2 separate regions of the Bombyx mori genome follow, and region 2 is linked to region 1. Evidence: chromatin contacts called from public Hi-C data. All regions are on one chromosome and are shown on one strand. Each heading gives the region's core, a stretch centred on a gene start, on an enhancer-like site or on the middle of the called end of the contact. The rest is flanking DNA. Distances are from core to core; before and after follow the strand shown.

What was found. Hi-C and Micro-C count contacts between places; a contact is called where the count stands out from the background.
Region 2: a Hi-C map of midgut shows a contact between it and region 1, with 2.7 times the contacts expected there. The contact joins the enhancer-like site here to the promoter of LOC101738671 in region 1. A contact is called at or near these places in 7 of 7 Hi-C or Micro-C datasets (middle silk gland, midgut, posterior silk gland and 2 more).

Annotation. Positions count from the first base shown.
Region 1 is chr10:1,957,834-1,961,398 of ASM3026992v2, forward strand. It overlaps LOC101738671 (large ribosomal subunit protein mL50), which reads right to left and starts at 1,881. Exons shown (of 5, transcript XM_004930290.5): 1 at 1,434-1,881; 2 at 1,274-1,359; 3 at 573-769; 4 at 4-123. The coding sequence starts at 1,478. It overlaps LOC101747187 (mediator of RNA polymerase II transcription subunit 13), which reads left to right and starts at 1,798. Exons shown (of 25, transcript XM_038013509.2): 1 at 1,798-1,921; 2 at 1,996-2,099. The coding sequence starts at 2,031.
Region 2 is chr10:2,002,411-2,005,975 of ASM3026992v2, forward strand. It overlaps LOC101747187 (mediator of RNA polymerase II transcription subunit 13), which reads left to right. Exons shown (of 25, transcript XM_038013509.2): 4 at 2,349-2,433. Among protein-coding and RNA genes, the nearest start is that of LOC101738809, 30 kb to the right of the region's middle. Within about 2 kb of position 1,886, at least 8 of the 8 cell types and tissues checked have open chromatin away from gene starts, as enhancers often do.

The DNA.
Region 1 (3,565 bases), core at 631-3,130:
GACCTGGATGAAATCTAACATAATCTTTTTGAACATGTAGATTTTTGGGTAGATCCATTAACTTCAGAGCATCAAACGGTGTAGTTGTGTACACAGGTGTTTTGTAAAATTCTGTTAGGTCATCTGAAAATTTACAAACATTGATAATGATTAAACAACACAGAGCATTCTCAAATTCTCATTATATAGGATTGCTTAGAAGAGATCAATCACTACACAACACTATCACACACTAAATAAAAAAGGTTTTTTTTTTTTATTGCCCTTGTATGCAGACGAGCATACGGCCCACCTGATGGTGAGTGGTTACCGTTGCCCATGGACTTCAGCAATGCCACGGGCAGAGCCAAGCCGCTGCCTACCGCTTAATACTCTCCACAAGCCTCGTTTGAAGAAGGACATGTCAATTGTAATATTCTAAATATTAATCATTCATCATTCATATTAATAATTCATCTGAATTAATTTTGAATATCAATCACTAATAGTCCTCTTATTCTTATGTGTATAATGGTATTGGCTACTTGAGTACCTATCTACTTCAATCTCAATATTAAGAATTGTTTACCAACCAACTGTTTCAATTGTATGCAAAAGTGAATTAGGCACACTATGGCCTGTTTCTTCATAACAAGCTTTGAGAACTGTAAATTTTGTGTCCAATGCTTCAAATTCTGAATTTCCATTTAATCCACATGTTGCACATATTTTCAGAATTGTTTCATTGATGTTTGTAGGTGGATCCCATGACTTGGTGGGACGTAGGAAGCTTAAATAAATAAAAAATACTTAAATCTTATACTGTAATATGAATCTCTAAACAGCAACAATACCTTAAAATGTACTTTGATTAAATTTAAATGTAATTAAATGAAATTTTCAATCAAGAAAAGCCATGAATTATTTACAAAAAAACATGCTCGCAACAAAATATTTCTATGCATTTTCTTTTTTTTAATTATTTAGATTTTTTTAATAATGATAGTTGGCACGGAATCTAGTGTCATAGATCTAAATGTCTCAAGGTGAGTAGCAGCATTTAGATTTTAAGTATATCATTAAGATTTATGTATATTAAGTAGCATGTGAATCTTTTGACTTGTGACAATCAAACAACACTATCATAATATCTCGATGTAGCATTCACACTGTAATGTCTATGGATTCTATTCAATAATTTAAGCCAGGGAAACCATGAACTCATCTACCCTCTGGAGAAGAACAAAAAGACTTGTTATTGACACATTGACATGAATTGGTTTTTTTTAGTTACCCTCTTGCCGCTAAGGATTCTGCCGCTGCTTGAACCTTTTTATCTACTTTGGGATATTTTTTTTGAGCTTGTCTGATAGATGTGACCTGTGAAACAATATATTTGTTTTCATTAAATTGTTTAAGAGCGTTTTGAACGCGGAGATACTGATGAAACATACCTGGAAACTTCCACGACGTAAGGGTGATAATACATTTCTGAGCATTTCTTAATTTTTTTTGGTATCTACTAGTCAGTTTTGTTATATTTATAATTCTTAAACAATGTTATCTTTCGCGAACAGCATAACCATAACCTATATTTACTTTTTTGAAGTTGTCAAATCCACAGGATGGTTGGTGGCGTAACTCCATTAAACGCAGAGTTGTCCCAGCTATAAATTTTATAACTTGAATTCCGTATTTATTGGACTGTCAAAAGGTGTTTTTGATCCAAAGCCCTTGTCTAAAAAGCTGCTAAAGTAATTATAACGTTTGAACAAGACTCCTTAATTAATTTATAGCTATTATGAATTGTATTTAATAATTATTGTTGAACGAATTGTAATTGTTTCTGGACGAAATGAGCTTTCGATTTCTGCCGCTGGGTGCAGCACTGTCGGCTTGGGTTGTTGTTTCCTCTCCGCCATTTTCCAGTCGCCATTGAGAGGTGAAAACTACGCTAAATGTCGGTGATGATTTTAAGATTTTGAGTGGTTTCTTTAAGATTATACCTGTTTTTAGTGTTGTGAAATGAAAATGAAGTGCCCCGGACTACCATGACGCATCAAAATCACCAAACAAACGGTGCAAGTCTCGAGGATTGCCACACAAACTTCTTCGCCTTGGTAAGTCACTTTTACATTGATGAAAGAACTCGTATGTACTTTTCTTTCGAAATCGTTACGAAGTGTGTGACACCTGTGAAGTCCACTATTGTTTGACTACGTGTCCACATTTTTTTGAGAATTCCTAACTAAAGAGACCACGACAGTTAAGTGGACGATCTGATTATCGTCATCGGCCGTTGATATACGAAATTCGCCTCTCTGCAATCGGACTTCCTAATCGATCTTATTGCGCTATAATTTTAGTATGAGACCATTTACACAGAAACAACTAATGACGCCTGTTTGTTAGTCATCCTGGCATCGTTCTCGCGACACCACAGATTCACGTTGAGTTGCTAACCCACAAAATGTCAACGCATTCGGCTAGCGAGGCCATGAGAAGCCACCGGCCCATAGAGGTCATTTTAAATTCACCTGGCCGTAACGCGGACCGTAATGCGTTCGCAAGACTAGTTTCGCCAAGTCGAGGAAATAACTTTCATACGTTTGAAATTGTTCGCTTTATCTTTCGATAGCAAGACAGCTTCGAATGTTTATGTATGACAGCATGGTATAGAAATCGTCGGGGTCATTCATTATCGGTGCCTTATAGTGTTGAACGACTTTGCGTAATGTTCATAGCTGGCGCGAATTTTATCAGATTGTGTTCGGGTGAGGATTAGCGGGTGCGGGTTGAAGGTGCGGGGAGCCGGGGGCGCTCGGTCGTCCTCGGCGAGAAGCGAGAACAGCACGGGCGCCACTTCCACCTGACGCGTTGCCATATCTTCGCGCCGCGGCGGCGCGCGCCTGCCTGCACCCGTCTCCCTCTGCGCTCCGCCTATCTCGACACGATACAAATTACCGATTTCTTGCCCTGCCTGCTTATTGTCTAATTATTTATGCGTCGTTTGCGGACACAAGCTTTTGTCGTGTGGAATTGTACTCGTTTACGTAGCGCGATGACTGCGATGACGCATCAGAGGTTGCTAGGTTGACGGGTTCATTACACTCTTTTAGTCTGTTGTTTTTGTCAGATATAATTTTCAAATAGGTTTTTCCTTGGGCTGAGTTATGGCTTCAGGATATAAAAGATGAAATATTGAGGAGATCGTTCGGCGTCGAGATGGTATCGCAACACAGCGGCGTCTGCTCCGCGACAAGACAGATGTCGCGATGTGTGCGCGCGCGCACTGGTTTGCCGGCTGCGCAGGCGTCTTGCGGCTCATTCAACCGTTTATGAATGGTCGTAATGATTGTAACTTTCCCATAAGCGGGCCTCCGCCCAGGCACTACTCGCGTGCGGACAGATTACCTGTTCACTTGTGGCCCTTTGTCTTCTACTAGGTTAAAACATTCCTAATTTTGTTCAGTTTCGAAACGATTCAATGTTGCCTTTTTTATATTGTAATCGTTAAATATAGCCATTAGATGAACAGTAAAATGGCGTACGACGGCAAACCATTCTCAGTCTAAAATGAAAATAT
Region 2 (3,565 bases), core at 636-3,135, 45 kb after region 1:
CTTTAGAAATCTTGACATAGAACATCATAAGGCAACAATGCGATTGCGTTATCGTGTAAAGTATATAACGTAATAACCCCGCGTCTGTCTATTCGAACGTTATCGGGTCGTTATCAGCGGCATTAAGCGCAACACTAGTTTGTTTGCAACAAACAATAGCGCGGCAGTGGTAATCGCGTGGTGATTACCTGGCTCGCGTCGGCGGAGGAGGCGGTGAGGGCGCAGCGGCGCGCGTCGTCTGCCCGCTATCGATTCCGACCCGGTGCCAACCGCCGACCGCCGCACGCGGACCGAAACCTGCGACCTTGAACCTTAAACAACGCCGCTTAATTGCACTTTACAAATGATGCACTCTTATCGCTAAGCAAAAAAAAAACTTTTGAAGAATCAACCATATCTTGAACGATTACCGAGGGTAAAGTTACGAAACTAAACATGCAGTCGGCTCTAGATTAAGAAATCGTTACCGGTTTCGAAACATCAAAACTGGGTAATGCACGTACGATAAACCAATAGTTTGGTTTGCATCAGACAAATGATTGATCGTCGTTTTGTAAAAAAACTTGGGATTGTGTGGTTTTAGTATATAGCGGCGCTGGTAGCATGGCGCGGTCGGGATCGTGACTCGGTCGGCATTCGCGCTCACCGGTACCCGGCATACGGTAAACGTAACCGTTTGTGGTGTCGGCGGCCTTGGAAGGCGGAGCGGACGACGCCGGACCGGCCGCGTATCTTAATTGTACGAGATTAACCTATTTTTGGACGATCCACTCGAAATATATTTGGTTGTTTGCTTCTTTCAAATCTAGCCTATGTATTTGTTTTGTTAATTAATACTATTCTCTGTTTGACGGTAAACTAGGCCCGTTGAGTCCTCGAAAGCTGTTTTTTTTTATTGCTTTAATGACTGGACGGGCTCACAGCCCACCTGGTATTAGGTGTTATTGGAGCCAATAGACATCTACAACGTAAATCCGCCACCTACCTTGAGATATAAGTCTCAGTATACTTCAAACCGAAACGCAGAAATAGGCGGAGTGGTGGTACCTACCCGTGCGGACTCACAAGAGGTCCTACCACCAGTAAAAAGCTGTATCAGCCTATAAATATTAATCAAGCCCCTATGACTGTAGAGTAAATATATTTCTAAACCTTTATTACCTTTTGTCACTCCTGCTCCCGTGCAAGGAGAGCCGTCACACAGCCCTTTGCGATTGTATGTAGTTGTTCAAACAATTCGAAGCAGACCAGTAAGTAGTTTGTAGTTTTACAGCAGACCACAGCTGACGACAGCCTGACGCCCTTGACTAACTACTTAACTTTTCAATTTGTTACAAATTACAATGTAAACAACGGTGTTCTTTTTAAAATTTTCTTTGCAAAACAATTTTTCATGTATTTTCATTAACATTGACTCGTTAACTGATTCGCGGCATAACGTTTTAACTTCCCAGGAATCTGTGACGGGCGCGCGCCAGATACTGGAAAATCTAGTTCATTTTATTTGATATGAGAAGGTACGCGCACTGCGTACACCTGGAATACGAATGTCAAGGCTGTTCGCTTGGAAACGCTCCAGCGGTATCGAGGCGACTCAACAAATGTCATTGCAGATAATGTTCCTCTGTGTCTTTATGCGATAAACTTATTTGTTGTCTTTGTTGCGGCATAAGAGGCAAGTACAGCTAAGTACTTTTATCTAACTGGGCTCTTTTCAAGGTGTCCGTAAATTATCGCATCGTCATAGAAAAGTGTAAACAAAGTCATCATTAAACGATTTCCGCGTAGAAATTTCAATGTCAATTAAATTGTTAGCGGACGCTAACCACGCTTCGCATGTGTGTTGTGTGCGGCGCGCGCTACAAACACAAGCACGTGCGCTTCGGTCGCGAACGTGTGACGTCAGGCAGGTCGCCCCCGCCCCGCCCCCTCTCCAGACGGAGACGGGTATAGTCGCAGGGAGTGCGGGGCGGCAACGTCGCGCGCTCGTGTTTTGTTTTCGCATCTAACGCCAGTGATAGGCCGGGTTTATCTTCCGATTGCGAATGCAACAACAGCTATTTCTGTAGCGTAACTTACAACGCTTGCATCCAAACGAAGATCTTATCGCTTCAACGTACCGCTACAAAGTAGGAATCTTCATTGTCGTCTCGACCTTGAACATTAACATTGGTGTCTTCACGAAAATATATTTTAACATAGTAAACAATGCGTAACATTCTGACTTGTTGTTGAAAATAATAATAATAATAGTGCATATATGTATAAATTTCTAAAAAACTAGAACAAATTCTAAATGGTCACAATGCCGGATTATTAATGTTTTTTTTGTTTTTTTTTGTTCACAGAAAGCGAACACGGCTCCTGGGAGAGCGGCCTGTCGTACGAATGTCGTTCCCTGCTGTTCAAGGCCTTGCATAACTTGATCGAAAGGTAAAAAACTCTTAAATATATTTACTACCACACATTCAAATCGCAAGTAAATTTTGCAGACTTACAAAAGGCTGCGAAAAGAATGCAATTTGTTCGTAAAATTAAATTGTGTTCCATTGATATCGTAATTTTATGATAATTATTGTCTTGACATGTTATTAGCACGATTACATTGAAGTCGCGGTCGAAAATATAAATATTAAAAGGTACTTTTGTTTTGATTATAATAAACACGGCACTGATAGTGATTTAGAATATAATGAATAATAAAATCGTATCGTTTTACGTCGAAGGTCGATTTTTAGGATTCTCGCGTCTTATCTTAATTATCCTCGATTACGAATGTAGTCTCGAAGTACAACGCGGACAGTGAACATTGGAACGTATTTGAAGTTTTTCTCTTGACGAAGGTCAGGCATACAGAAATGTTTCACGGTAGTCGTTGCACCTGGCCGGGGCCGGTCGCGTCGTCCTCGCCGGAGGTCGGTGTGCTTAGTGCGAACTTCATAACGTTCTCGATAGCGTGAAAGTTAGCGCATTTGTATGATATTACTGGTGGTAGGACCTCTCGTGAGTCCGCGCGGGTGGGTACCACCACCCCGCCTAATTTCTGCTGTGAAGCAGTAATGCGTTTCGGTTTGTAGGGTGGGGCAGCCGTTGTAACTATACTTGAGACCTTAGAACTTATATCTCAAGGTGGGTGGCGCATTTACGTTGTGGATGTCTATGGGCTCCAGTAACCACTTAAGGTGGGCTGTGAGCTCGTCCACCCGTCTAAGCAATAAAAAAAAATGGGTTCGTTTGCCTACGTTTGTCGCTAGGGGCGCTGTTTCAACAGCACACAAAATTGGGTTAACTTTTACGCTAAAGAGAACGTTAAGAAACTCGCACTAAGCACACGGTGCATCGCGCCGGGGACGCTCTAATGTCGTTTTTTGCAACGCGACACGCTTGCCTATCAACGTTCATCGTCCGCTATCAACCGGTTCACGAAGCAAATACGCTATACACCAATCGATAACATAAACAAGCAGAACAGAATATTATAATAACTTAGTGATCCCCGGTAGTCGAAATTCGACTCTAATTAATTGAAATTATAGGTTTATACACTATCAAATACTATTATACT